Regions from separate parts of the Rattus norvegicus genome. Here region 2 is linked to region 1. The links are chromatin contacts, called in public Hi-C maps. All regions are on one chromosome and are shown on one strand. The core of a region is the stretch at or near the end of the contact, and the rest is flanking DNA. Distances in the headings are between cores, read along the strand shown.

The links. A called contact is a pair of places that touch in the nucleus more often than the background predicts.
Region 2: a contact with region 1 is called in a Hi-C map of the A7r5 cell line, with 7 times the contacts expected there. The contact joins the enhancer-like site here to the promoter of Fbxl13 in region 1. A contact is called at or near these places in 10 of 12 Hi-C or Micro-C datasets (the A7r5 cell line, Schwann cells, frontal cortex and 6 more).

What each region holds. Positions count from the first base shown.
Region 1 is chr4:14,303,235-14,310,532 of GRCr8, forward strand. It overlaps Fbxl13 (F-box and leucine-rich repeat protein 13), which reads left to right and starts at 3,897. Exons shown (of 18, transcript NM_001103355.1): 1 at 3,897-4,007. The coding sequence starts at 3,933. Armc10 (armadillo repeat containing 10) reads right to left here and starts at 3,565. Exons shown (of 6, transcript NM_001106576.2): 1 at 3,290-3,565. The coding sequence starts at 3,422.
Region 2 is chr4:14,727,321-14,734,618 of GRCr8, forward strand. It overlaps Gsap (gamma-secretase activating protein), which reads right to left. Exons shown (of 31, transcript NM_001395028.2): 19 at 7,103-7,156. Among named protein-coding and RNA genes, the nearest start is that of Gsap, 69 kb to the right of the region's middle. Within about 2 kb of position 3,486, at least 3 of the 93 cell types and tissues checked have an H3K27ac peak or open chromatin away from gene starts, as enhancers often do. A contact at or near this core is called in the A7r5 cell line, where this site is marked.

The sequences.
Region 1 (7,298 bases), core at 2,647-5,146:
TTTGAGAGAAAGGCCCCGGGGCAGGCAAGCTGTAATCTTGGCATCTGCTGGGAAGGGGGAGATGGGAGAAGTGGAAGAAGGAAGGCCACGGCTTTAAGAGTGCAGATGGCATCAACAATGGAAGCTGGCCTGTGGGAGGGGAAGGAACTACTGAGGGACTAGGGAGGTGCGGTGTGTGGGAAAGCATGCCTACGCCTTTCTTTCTGCCAGAGTCTGAAAGGATAAAGAAAAAAAAGAAAACATTAAGTCTTTTCTGAGTAGGCAGGCCAAATAGAGGCTTCAGACACACCAGAAGAGGGCATCAGATCTCATTACAGATGGTTGTGAGCACCATGTGGTTGCTGGGATTTGAACTCAGGCCCTCTGGAGGAATAGTCTGTGCTCTTAACCACTGAGCCATCCCTTCGAGCCACTACTTTACATCTTTTATATCATTTGAGTCTCAGGCATTCCTAGAAGGAAGATACTACTATCATTTTGAGTCTCTGTAGGAAACAAAGGTCCACAGCCATCAAGTACTGGCCAATGGCCACATGATCTAAGTCTAGCTAATGGTCACATGATGTAAGTCTAGCCAATGGTCACATGACCTATGTCTATTAGACACTGCATGTAAATAGCATGTAGCCCTAATGTCGACAGCATTTTGTCCCTTAAACATCAGGTACACCTATCTGATTGGACATCTGCCTAAAGAGCATTGATTAACTATGGCATTGGTTTTGCACAGTACATAGGGGGGTAACGATTACCCTTTTAAGAGTCTAAAAGGCCAGAAACTTATGGAAACAGCTCAGTCACGTTTTCAGGGTGACACTGTGTGGCTTATTCACATACAAGTTCCTGCTAGCTATATTCTGAGTTTTAGAAATTATTCTGAATGAAATCTTTTCAATTAAATTTATATTGAATTCTTGTTTTATTGTAGCTTACCATATGTAATGTTTGGCTGATTCTCTGGCACATTTCTGACTCAAAATGAGTCATTTACAAATCGGAATTTTCTTTCTTTTTCTATAATTTTGCTTCCTTTTGTATTGATGAGTTCTATGATTTTTTTTTTCCTTGTTGAGATGCCCGGGACTTGCCGTGATTGATAGCACCTCCCCTATTCTTGAACTTAATAAAGATGCAATTAATGTTTGAATATTAAATACATTTAACTAAAGTATCTATGCCTTTGGCCTTTGATAAGTGTTCTCCATCAATTTAGGAACATTTCCTTCTATTCTTAATGTTAGGAGTTGTCAGAAATACTACTTTAATGACTTTTATATATTATATGTAGTTTTCAAAAATATATTAATGCAAGAAATAACTATTAATTCTCCACATATGTCCATCAGGCCTCTGTATGTTATTTCCCTGATAGATTTTCTTTAGTAATGATTGGATGAGTTTCTACTGTATCAGTCAGGTTCTTGTATCAAGTTGAATGATTTGATACTGTTTCCATCTTTTTCAATGGTCTCAGTCTTTGTTTGGAAAATACACTTGTTTTTGGAGACAGGTTAGCCAAGATCGGCATTGATCTTCCTACCTCAGCCTGCTAGTGCTGGGATTAGAGTTGGGCAACAGCTTCTTCTCCTGGACCAATAAACTTCACAAGGGGAATTACACACTTCTCAACAGTTTTTTTTTTTTAGTTCTTTTTTTTTTTTTTCGGAGCTGGGGACCGAACCCAGGGCCTTGCGCTTCCTAGGTAAGCGCTCTACCACTGAGCTAAATCCCCAGCCCCTACTTCTCAACAGTTTAAGGCAAGAAAAGATTTCTCTCAAATGTAAGGGTAGAGCTTTGGGAAGGGGCTGTGGGCAACCTATTTTTAAAGTTGTCTGTCCCCGGTTTCCTTCCCAGTACCTCCCTGACCTGCTCTCAGGCCCAGCAACCCCAGGAGATGGAGACAAGAGGATCAGAAGTTCAAATTTTCTGCTATGCAGTGAGTTCCAGGCCAGGGATACATCCGATCTTCTGCCTTAAAAAAGCAAAACAAAAAACAAAAAAACAAAAGAACAAAAGAACCCCAACAACAATAACAAAACCACCAAATTATTCTTGTATAGAAATATTTGACAAGGGGTTGGGGGGAGTAAAAACCTACAAATCAGGCTTTGGAGGGGCAAATGCTCATTTTCAAAAACTGCTTTCCTCTGACCAGAGGAAAAGGTGCTGTGCAGACCTTTCTTACAGCATTTCCTGAAGGAAATGGAAGGCTGGAATATAAACCCACCATTCTTCCTGGTCCCTTCCAGGAAGTGCAAAGTTTGAAAAGTAAATGCTAGGTGTACAACCCAAAGACATGTTTTCTATCTGCCTTTAATGGTGCCTTATTTTCATTCTAGGGAAAGGCAATTAGGTCCTACCAATAACTGCTTGAACTCTCCGTGTGGAAAATGGTATATTTGAGTCCACTTGTTTTAAAGGCAAACTACTGTTTATTTTGCATAGACCCTGGTACAGGGAAATGAGAATTCTGTCTTTGGAATAACATTAGTAGATAAAATGTTTTATCTACTAATTTATTAGTAGTAAAATGTTTTAATGATTACTCAATTTAAAAACAAATACAAATGGGGGTTGGGGATTTTGCTCAGTGGTCGAACGCTTGCTAGGCAAGGCCCTGGGTTCGGACTCCAGCTCCGGGGGAAAAAAAAAAAAGACAAAAGAAACAAATACATTTCTCTGCCTTTGAGGAAAGCAGGTTTTGGTCGGCAGACCAAATAGTTTTCCCAACAGTTTTCACGACCTAAACGATCCTTTCAGAAGGTGTGTCTCCTGTAGGCTGAGGTTCTTTATTTCCAACACACACACCCATGTTGCAGGGATGCTACGGATGACTTAAAGGTACTAGCACCTAAGACAGGTGCTGGCAGAATTGCACCTCAGGGATCCTTTCTTCATAAAGCAGCGAGCAGAGTTTCAACCTGGACTTGAGGCCCCTAAGAACGTTCTCACACAGTAAGGGACACCTCTTTGGTAACAACACAAAGGCCCAAACTTTAAAATGAGAAGCAATCTATTTAGCTTGGAGAAACCTCAGCTCTCCGCTGTGAAGCCGGAGGGAAGTAATAGGGCACTTCGGGCGATGTTTTCAGTCCTTATTTTAAACAAAGAAGTGGGAGCAGGGAAGCGGCTCAGGACCCACCCAAGGCAACTTGGGCTTCCAGACTGTCTACCTCTAGCCTTCCTCCCCATGCAGTCGCGAGTGTCTAAGGCACCTCTGATCTAGCCTGTCCAGAGGTGGTTCCCGAACCTCGAACCAGTCCACATGCCGGGCAGCCCATCGCCTCACCTGCGGACCGCGAAGGGCGCAGTCGGCGCCCGCCTCGCCGCGGTCCCCGAGTCAGCCGGTAGATACAGTAGCAGGCGCCAGCGCCCAGGACTAGCCCGGCTGCCACCCAGCCCACGTCCCGCGCGCCGCCCATACTGCTGCCACCGAGCTGCAGGGAGCCGGGGTGCCAGGGCCACACGCAGGTGCAGCTGGGCCAGAACCAGCCCAGAGAAAGGAAATGGGGTTGGAGCTCCGCCTTCCGGAAGCCGCCCTGCTGAGGTCGGAAGCCCTCCCACTCTGCTCGTTGCCCTCCCTAGTGCTTGCATCTTTTTCCTGGATCAAGTGGGGGACCGCCCTGCTTGAGTCCCGCCCCCTAGCTCCGCCCCAATACTTTCCAGTCCAGCTATGCCCCGCCTCCCACTTTACTTCGCCCCGCGGGTCCTGTCCTGCCCCTGCCCCTCCCAGCGCTGCCCGCTCCTCCCCGTTCTGTCCGCCCCTCCCCATTCCCCCTGCCCTTCCCCCCCAGGTTCTTTCTTCATCTCCGGATTGGCTGAGACTGTTTGGCTCCTCCTTGGTTGCCAGGCAACGCACCGACGCGTCCCTCCGCTGCAGCGTGGAGCAGTAACCAACAAAACGCAGTAGTTTCTCAGTCCTGCTTCTGACTATGGCTTCACTACGCAACGCCCCCCCCAGGCTAAGGAACTACTTCAAGGACAACTACATTCCTCAAATCTGTGAGGTATTGGAGCTACATAGCCTCTCACACAGAGGGCAAGGGAAGAGACCGGGAGAGGCAAGGAGATTCCCAGAGCTGGAGATAGGAAATAGAGGATGGGGGAGTTGAAGTCTATTTGGGGTAGGTTAGAGAACACCGAAGGGTGACAGTGGCTAAAGCAGGGGCGGAGATGACAAAGGAAGGGGAGGGGGAGGGGGAAAGTGACAATCTCCAGGGGGAAAGAGCACAAGGCCTGGGTTGGAGACCTCAAGTGTCAAGTACTAAGTGCTATTAGGAAGAGAGACGAACAAGAAGTGAGTGGTGAGCCACTTGAAGACAAAAGACTGCAGGGGTTCTGGGTATAAGCATTTCCTCGCTCGTTGTTAGCAGGAGACACAACCTCACAATATACCTTTTTAGAGATCGCCACGCAGGCAACACCCGAGGTGTTGGTTTTAACAAAGACATGAGTTTCGGTGCCAACCTATATAAAGATAAGTTGGTTTCATTAAACTCAGAAACATGTGCTCCAGTAGATAGAGTAGAACACACCTGATCAAGACAATTGTGGACTTCTGAAGGGAGAGTCCAGCTTATGTCTTCACAATGCAGATATAGGTTTCTTTTTTCTTTTTCTTGTGGCTTTCAAGGTTACCTTTCTAAATGTTGCCAAGAAGCCACTACCTCTTTTCTTCTTCTTTTTCTTTTTCTTAAGTAATTCATTCACTTTACATCCCGAACAAAGCCCACCCCCCCTACTTTTCTCTCAGTCTTGTCCTTACAAATCCCTCCCCCAACACTCCCTCCCCTTATCAGAGGAGAACGGGAAGACTTCTCCTCTGATAACTTGGGACATCTAGTCCCAATAGGATTAATACTCCTTTTTTTAAAAAAAAAAAACTGATATCACCCAAGAGTATAGTTTGTAACAAGGTTAGATTAAAAATTGAAGTTTCTTTTTCATTCAGTAACTAAAGTTGTATAGTGGATTTATGAGCAACTTCATTTAGTCCTGAGAGTGGGTAGGCCAGGAATTCAAGGTTATGTGTTGTTTTGACTTATGTCAGCACACCCTAATTACTGGTCTTGTCATCCTTGATTGATTGAGGTGTCTGGGGATACAGCAACTAGCCCCAAGTGAGAGCAGTTTAGTTACTGTCCATTAGGTCCTTATTTAGCAGACTTAAGTCCTTTTTGGTCAGTGAAAGGCTTCCTCTCTACCCTGTGCTTCCAGTCACTATAATCCCCTTTCTGCCCTGCCTCAGGAGGACAGTATGGTATTGAAAACCAGGTTTTATACTCCCAGGAGCTGAGCAATCGCTGGTGACTCCCATTCGCCTGCACATTGGTGTATGTTGTGTGGTGATGCTGTCAGAGTTCTGAGCACATCGCTTCTCGGCCTTTTGGCTAAGATCAAGTGCAGAGTTCTGAGCACGTGCTGTGATGGGGAGAATGAAGGAGTTCTAGGGGAGGAGAGAAGTGTGCAATTCAATTTTCAGGGAAAGTGGGTACAGCTCTTAGTTTTAGGATGGTTTTGCGCCGTGATTTTTATCCAGAGGATTTTATCCAATCACCTCTGCTCACACATTAACAGCAGGTGCAAGACAGGCCTTGAGCGCACTCTCACTTTCCCTCAGAGCCCAGTAAGGTGGCTTCTGTTCTGCCAGGTCTCTCTGCATGTACATGTCTGATTCAAATCCCTGAGACCTTTGCTCTTGTAAAAGCCACCTGCAAACACGTGAAGCACATATTTTATCAAAGACAGCTATGCGTGTTTGACCTCTTCTGAACATAACCCGTGTGCTCTGAGTAAACCTAGTTGTTCCTCCACAACGCCGTTTCCCTACAGACTTGTGTACACTCTGATTAAGGAACACCCAAACCAAAGCCTGCATGCCAGTGGTAGGTGTAGTTTTCCTTGCCAGGGAGACTGAAGCTGAGACTTGCTTGAGCCCAGGCATAGGAATGGTAACACCCAAAAATAAAAATAAAAAAAAAAAAACAGAACCAAAAAACAAACAAAACAAAACCCCAGCACCAAACTAAAACAACAAACACTTGCCTGAATTACTAAGCTTATTGAATCTGCTGATTGATATTTAATTTTCATTAGTTTTGGAATTGCTTAAATCTATTATTTTTACCCAATTTTTTCTCCTGTAGAAGCCCAAGCATGACTATAATAAGATTTTACCTTGACCTCTGTTTTAGCTTTGTCCTGTTAATTCGCTTTTGTGTTCTGGGTGCTATTTTGGATATTTTCCATTGACTGATAATTTTCATAGATTGCTAAATTTGCTAATTTTGCTTTATGTTGCATCTCATCACATCCGTTGGATGCATTAAATGAAATCTTAACTGTAAACAATGCATTTTTTCAGTCCCGGAATGCCCATTGGTTCCTTTTAATGCATTCCACCTTTTAGAATTACGAAGTTTTTTTCCCCTCTGTTTTGCTAGAATTTCTTGTTTTCTAACTTGTTAACGATTGTTCTGTAAAAATCACTGTCTGGGAAGCTGGTGACACATGTCTATAATCCCAGGCCTTAGGAAGCTAGGACAAGAGGTTTGCTTTGAGGTCAGGCTGGGCTACATATCAAGTTCAAGAAACTTAGTAAGAGAGCCTGTCTAAAACAAAAACAAGAAGAAACACTGGTTCCCTCAATATCTGGATTGTTTTTTGGGTCTGTTGTTTGTTGTTTCTCTTCTCCCGGTGTTTATCAGATTTCCTCACCTCTACATATTGAGTGATTTGTTTTGTTGACTGTCGAGTAAAGAGAACAGTAGACATTTTCCACAGTGCATTCTTCAGCAGAGAAGTCCCACCTTTCCTCACTCCAGAGGGAAGAGCTGACCTCGATCCAGGCCGATGAGGCTGGGTTGATGCTATGCTGCACAATTCCTCCCCCTTTCCCTGTGAATATCCTCTTAGAGTTGTGCCAGCTGGCTCCCAGCTTCCTTCAGGAACACCCTAGACCCAAGCATACTTGTTATTGAACAAATGGCCACAAAAGCTGGCCAGTTTTCTTTCTACTAGAGGTAGAGTATCCCCTGCCAGGGGTCCAGCCCAGTCTTCATGCTAGAGCCAGAGCTAGGACAAGGGCTGAGCTTTGTCAGTCATGGAAGATTCTTTCTCCCTTGGAATTTGACTACTCTCCAGTGTCTTACACGTATTTGCCCTAGGATGAGCACGCCCATGTGGGCACCAGTGATCAACCCTGGGCACCTTAGGTCAGTTACTCTCCTGAAAGGTGTTCTCTGACCTCCACGCATGGGGACATAGTAAATCAGTGAGCCAGTCAATCAACAAATAAA
Region 2 (7,298 bases), core at 2,236-4,735, 420 kb after region 1:
GGCTCAATGCCTCAGGAAGCTAACAAGACTGGGAAAGCCCTTCTTATAATTATGCATAATTAAGCAGTTACTGAGGAAGAAGAGACTCATCTAGAGAGCTACTGACACCACTGCCCAGGGATTACCCATGAACCTGTAAGCAGCTTCTCATCCAAGTGCCTACAGGTGATCCAATAAAAGAATTGGTTCACCAAGCTATGCTTGGGTAGAATTATTTCTTATCTAAAGGAATAAAGCCCCATCTGAAATGAGCAGACATTTATCTGTGCCTATCCAGGAAAAGTCACCCAACAGAAGACAAAAATCTGCATTTAAAACAAAACAAAAATGAAAACTTAGTAAGAAATAGCGCTAATCAAATAACAGAGGATTTCTGCTGGCCTATTGTAGCCTCCATGTTCTCTTACTGTTGGCAAATGCATGAGCACAGGGTTGGCAAGGCGATGTTTAATCTGCCAACACTCAGAGATGACTGTAAACCGAAAGGCCTGTTTGGAAGACACAAGGCCCAGGGAAATAGAACAAAATGAAGGATGAAGACAGTGTGTTCAACCGGACGCTTGGCGAGTAAACAAAGCCCGAGAGCCCAGAACGCAGACTGTGGGTTTGGATCAGCTTTGGAAAGGCGAGAGAAGATGAGTAGGCCTTTGTTGTCTGTGCTGGACAGCAGCCTCTCGCTTGTTTTCCAGCCTCAGCAGCCCTTTAGAAGAAACCCTGACATCTGCTTGAACTGAATGGTTTTGGGGAGTGGTCTTGGCAGAAACAGGAGATGGGTTAGAGAATGACAATCTGGGAGGAATCCCAGAGCCTAAGTGAGTGCCAACCTGTGTGTTGGTCCAGAGAATATAGTGTTTGTTTTAATTTTATTTTACCTTTAAAAGGTGTTAGATGCTTTACCTTGAAGAAAGAGAAGAAAATAGAATGTGGACATCCCCACCCAATCAGCCCAGCTCAGTATCACACGTGGTGTTTGGGCATGGTGGGGGGACTCAACTGACACTTGACTAAAGGAGAGTTGGGGGTGGGGAGAGCTCCAAATCTGTCCCCAGGAAGGACAATGCAAAATGACAACCAGACTTCTTGAGATGCAGTCACCACCTGCTGGAAAAGTAGAGCCCTTCGTTTATTTTGAGACTGTCTCTCTGTGTGGCCCTGACTAGCCTGGTACTCTCTTTGTTGACCAGGTTGGCCTCAAACTCGGAGTTGAACCTCCTGAGTGCTGGGATTCGATGTATACACTACCATGGCTAGTTCCTGGTGTACTTTTTAAAATACAAAAATGAGGACTAACTAGAGAGATGTCTCAACAGTTAAGAAAACTTGCTGGTCTTACAGAATGCCTGGGTTTAGCATCCACAGGGGACAATTCTATACCGCTCCAGCTCCAGGGATCCAAGGGGCATCTACAGGCACCTGCATACATATAGTGTACATACAAACATACAGGCACATGCAGATACACATGAATACGTCTTTAAAAATATACAAAAGAGCGCTATGAACAAAGTATCTACAAGCTTAGCTAGTCCTTGCTCGAGGGTCTGGTTTAAGAAGTAATCAGACTCTCAAGGAATGGCCAAACAGCATGTTTTCCCCCTGCACAAAGCGGAGTTTTTACATTTTAACTTTGGAAGAAAATCATTCCCATCTCTTCTTCAAAAATCACCTCGCTTTGTTTCTGAAGAGGCCATAAAGCAATCACCACATGCAACTAATCACAACGATCGATGACACGAAAGGGCCAGTTACACTGAGGGAAGCTTCCCAGTTGGGATTTGGATTGCCAATTGATCCAGAAACAGAACCTGTGGTACGGGCTCATCTGCAAGTAGCTACCAGCAATGAACACCTGCCTCCGTTTCTCAAAGACCCTCCGGCTTTGGTCCTACTTCTGCTGATCAGTCAGCATCTTAGGGGAGGGGGCCCAGCCTGAGGGACCCCGCTCCTCTCTGTGCCAGGACCCAGGGAGCAAAGCTGAGACATCACCCTTCCTGGGATGCTCAGTGGCTCACATCTCAGGAACGACTTCTGCTTGCTGTCCAAAGAAATCCAGCGATGTGTGCATCATGTCCGATACACATAAAATGCAACAGCAAATGTCTTTGTGGACAGAAGATCGAAAGGCAGCATCCTAAACTAAGAGCGCTGGGTGGGAGTATCCCCACATGTGGCAAACAGCTGGAACTCCTGGGGCTGAACACTAAGACGGCTGCAAGCACACGGCTCTTCTTCAAGGAATATATATATATATATATATATATATATATATATATATATATATTCTCAGGAATATAAATAAGCTGCCCCCTGCTCCAGTATCTGGCAAAATCCCACTTCTTTGACCCACCTGGGGAGTTTTTTCAGCCATTCTGTTCTGTTTTTAATAGGCTGGGCAGTTTGAAATATAATTGATAATTATGACCACCTTCCTCAACTTTGCTTTCTTGAAGCCTAGCTGATAAGGAACAGAAATAATAATTTTCTAGCTGGGTTTGGCTCTCGGTTTTATAGCTAGCAGGTAGGTAGTCTGGCTATCCAATCTCTACAGAAATGGCAAGAATTCGTTCACTACCCTGAGCCTCTATGAAGAGTAAATAACGCTCATGGTATCATAAAATTATGTTCACAACAACATTCATTGAACTCAATTACACTCCCGCTGCCAGGACACATATGCAATCCAAACTTTGGAAAATCGTAATCCCTCCCCCCATCCCAGAACCAGCTTGGAACAGTGCTTCGTTTTCACCAATAAAAGCAATAATTCTAAAGACTCAATGTAACAGTGAGTTGTTACATTGTGGTTGTGCCAGTATTTCAGAATGCCAGCAAATGACGGTATCTGTCTACACTAAGGGGCTCCAATGAGAATTAGTACCTTTTGTGCTTCACCAAGCAACGGATTACACTTTTGCTCTGTCTAGTTAAAGCAGCTTTCAAACACTTCGAATGGAGAAGTATATAAGCAAAGTCTGGGTGAACCACTCAGGTGGCAAGCACCTTGTATTCAGACACTCAGGTGCCCTGCATCCAAGAGACGGCAGGGTTCACAGCACATGCCCTAAGCAGGCGTACTTCACGTCTCCCCAGCCTTCTCAGTTTCCAGTCAGGTTTCAGTAATCACTGGATATGTGATTAAATATATTAATAATGTCTGATTTGGAGCCAGACATGTGGCACACACTTGGAATCTCAGTCCTTGGGAGGCTGAGGAAGGAAAAGACGGAAGGAAGGAAGGAAGGAAGGAAGGAAGGAAGGAAGGAAGGAAGGAAGGAAGGAAGGGAGGGAGGGAGGGAGGGAGGAAGAAGAGAGAGATTGAGTTAGAGAGAGAGGCAGAGAGAAACTGGGAGAGAGAGAGAGAGAACGAACTACTTTGGTAAAACTGCCCAGTCCTCTGCTTGAAGCACACTCTCGCCTTTACTCCTATAGTTGAGTAAGCCATCGCTTCCCTCCTTGGTTTCCTGTGGTTAAATAGTTTTAGTGGTTTCTCTTCTCAGTATAAAAGTAGGTGCTATTTTTAGCCTTTTACTCAAGTTGCTGCTTCCCCAGAGCAGCACGTAGTTTACCAAGGATCAAAGCCCTCCTAAAGAAGGTCAGTCTTGACATTTCTATAAACCATGGGCCTTGTTCCCATATGGTAGCTTTTTTAAAAAAAACAGAGCTTTTTAATATTTTTAGAGACGTACATAAACGTTTGCCTGCAGGTATATAATTACATATGTAGCACAGAGATGTCTTCTACCTGTACAGACCAGAAGAAGATGTCGGATCCTTAGAACTGGAGTTACAGACAGTTGGGAAACACCATATGGGTACTGGGACTGAACCCAGGTCTTAAGAAAAACAACAAGCCATCTCTCTAGCTGCCTCCCCATGACATGTTTTTTTAAGATTATTTAATAAACCATTTACAAGGAAGAAGCTTTGTGTCTTTCAGGTGATGGTTTAATTATAAAAATAACAGGTGGACAAGCCCAAATCATAGCCCATTCTGCTCCTTCAATGACACCATCAACTGATGGCTCATAAAAGACAAACATCTGCTCTTGAAACTGGGACAGCCCAGTAAGATGTGGGTAAATTCAGTGTCTGTCAAGTGTCCATTTCTTTTTTTTTTTTTTTCTTTTTTTCGGAGCTGGGGACCGAACCCAGGGCCTTGCGCTTGCTAGGCAAGCGCTCTACCACTGAGCTAAATCCCCAACCCCAAGTGTCCATTTCTTAGACAATCATGTCTTCCTTGTCACATCATGAGGTAGGATGGATTGAGTTGGGTTTCAGGGATCTTTAAAAAAATGATGACCAATCCAAACCATAAAGCCATAGTTGTCACCTCCTAAAGCCATCACACTGTGGATCAGGAACTACACATTCAAATCCAAGGGGACACATCTGGGCTACAACCCTAGACTACGTACATGTCACGGTGGGAGGGGACATCTCATCGTGTTGCCCTCCCTTCCTTGACTTTGGCAAGAGAGAGGAAGTATAGTCAGAGGACACTTAAAACTAGTCAATAATGGAGAGGGGCTGGAGAGATGGCTCAGTGGTTAAGGGCACTGACTGCTCTTCCAGAGGTCCTGAGTTCAAATCCCAGCAACTACATGGTGGCTCACAACCATCTGTAATGGGATCTGATGCCCTCTTCTGGTGTATCTGAAGACAGCTACAGTGTATTCACATAAATTAAATAAATCTTTTAAAAAAAAAGTCAATAACAATATCGTGAACCAATAGTGAACTGGCTTCTAATAAGTCAATTAGGACAAAAGACAAAAAGGGCCTTCTCGTTATCCTAATACTTTTAAATGAAAACACACAATGTTGATAAGGCTGTAATAAAACCAACAAATTCCTAAATCCTTTTGTTCTTCAATGAATGTATATGTATGTGCGTCTCTGTGTGTGCGGGCCACACATATGTGGGGAGAATGGAGGCTGGAAGAGGGCGTGGGATCCCCTGGAATGGAGTCAGAGGCCACTGTGAGCTACATGATGTGGGGCCTGGGGACCAAGCTGGGGTCCTTCAGAAGAGCAGCAGCACTTTCGACCTCCGAGAAATTTCTTCAGCCCCCTAAATCCTTTTGACCATGTAGATAACCATAACTTCCATTGAATATTAGTTTAGAAGAAATCAAAGCTTTAAAAAAAATGTCGTAGTGTTTTACCGTAAGACAGTCTCAACCTTGAACCTTAGAGGAGTAAACCAATAGAAAAACTGTATGTATAAAAATATATAAAAACGAAATATTATCTTTACTGGATAAAAGAAAACAGTGTGGTACTAGGACTTACACCCAAGATCTCATATATGTGAGGCAACTACCTTACCTAACCAAGTTATTTTCCCAGGAAACATTTGGGTAATGTCTAGAGAGACTTAAATGCCCAAAACCAGATCAAAAAAATTCAAAGGAATCATTAGAGTTCATTATGTCACGCAAAAACACTAAAAGTGTTTACGAGTTTGTATCTGATCAAACGCTTCTAGATTACCATAACTACTAAATGAATTCTACAAATCTATGACAGAGACGAAGAAAAGTGGAGAGAGTGGGCGGTTATGGACTGGAAACTACAGAACTGCATTAACTTTCTTCTGACCAATCATGGTGGTAACAGATGCCTGGAATCCCAGCAAACGAGGGGGCTCAGAGTACAGGCGGGAAGGCATCTGTCTGGCAAGCACCTCAAGGACCCAAGTCCAACCCCAGCATGAAAACAGGACAAAGAAAAGAAACCCTCAGTGGCTTGTCAGTTAAATGCCATGGTTCGTAGTGAGAAGAAGCAGCAGGTTGTCCCCTATACAGCATGGCCTTCCCTGTCATCCTCCTGCATCAGGAAGGTTTGGCTGGCTCTGCACTTGCTTCTGGACAGTTAGTCAGTCTATTTTCAATGGCCTCTTAGGACCCAAAGAGCCAACAAACCAGTGTCCATCTGTCTTCTCCTGCCCCAGTATATGACGGGGACCTTACAACTGGTCCTCCCCAGCTGTCCATGCAGCGCCAAGGATCCAAAAGAATCAAACACAAATAAAAGGGCTCAGCACAAGGGGCAGCAGCCGCTGCTGCCAGGAACTAAAACTCCCCAGGCTAGGCCGGGCTGTAATTACCAGACGTAGAGCCAAACCCAGCAGAGGAGCTGAAGCTTTTAACTGCCAGGATATTCTTTTCTACTCACCACACCCCCACCCTCCCTCTGTAGCCAGAAGATTGCAGACAGACACAAAGCCCCCTTCATGACAGTGAGGCCATCCAGCAAGCCACCGCCTCACTTTAGAGGAATGGAGAAGCTGCTCTGAGAGAATCTAGAAATCCCAGCCCAGTTTACTTAAAGCTTTTATGGCCGGAAATTGTGTGTATGAGGGTGCAGGGGGTGGGGGGTAGGTATGTGTGTGTCTGTGTGTGTGTGTCTATGTGTGTGATTGGCGTGTATGTGATGTGTGTGTATGTGTGGTGTGTGTGTGTATGTGTATGTGCATGCATTCATGTGTATTTGTATGTATATGTGTATATGTGTATCTATGCGTGTGATGTGTATGTGTGAATGTGTCTGTGTATGTGTGCTGTGTGTTTGCATGTATGTGTATGTATATGTACATGCATGCATGTGTATATATATATGTGTGTGTGCATGCATGTGTTAATATATGTATATATGTGTGTATATTTGTGTGTGTGCATGTATGTGTGTGTATGTGCATGCATGTGTTAATATATGTATATGTGTGTATGTTTGTGTGTGTGTGTGTGTGTGTGTGTGTGTGTGTGTGTGTGTACGTGTGTTTGAAGGAAGGCTTACAAATCAGGCAACATTGGATTCCAGCTTCTCTAAAGACATGTTCCAAGAGCTCCTTCAGTAAGAGGCTTTGTGGCAAGTATTGGTGGGCGGTCCCTGGTTCAAGTTGGGCTCTGTTATTTTCTTCAGAAAACCTCCCTCTTTAAACAGTCCTAAGGCATCACATAACATCATATCAGTGATTGGTTATGCAGGCTCTCAAGCTGCCCTGTTTGGAGGCCAGGCTGCAATTCCCCTTGAAAGCACAGTAGCCTCAGGGGCAGCAGAGGTCTTCACATGACGGCTTCACCCTCAGAACAGGACTTACCTTCATAAGAGGTAACGGGAGCTCTTCTGTCACAAGCTTCATTCCAGGAATTTCCTATGCCGGGAAACATGAATGCAACATATCAACCACCACACTCAGAGCCACAGGAAGTGTCTTCTGCATAGGCAGCAGCCGAGGACAGCCAGTGTCCTGTGTGATAACCTCTACTTTACATAATTTTCTAGGACAAAGATCA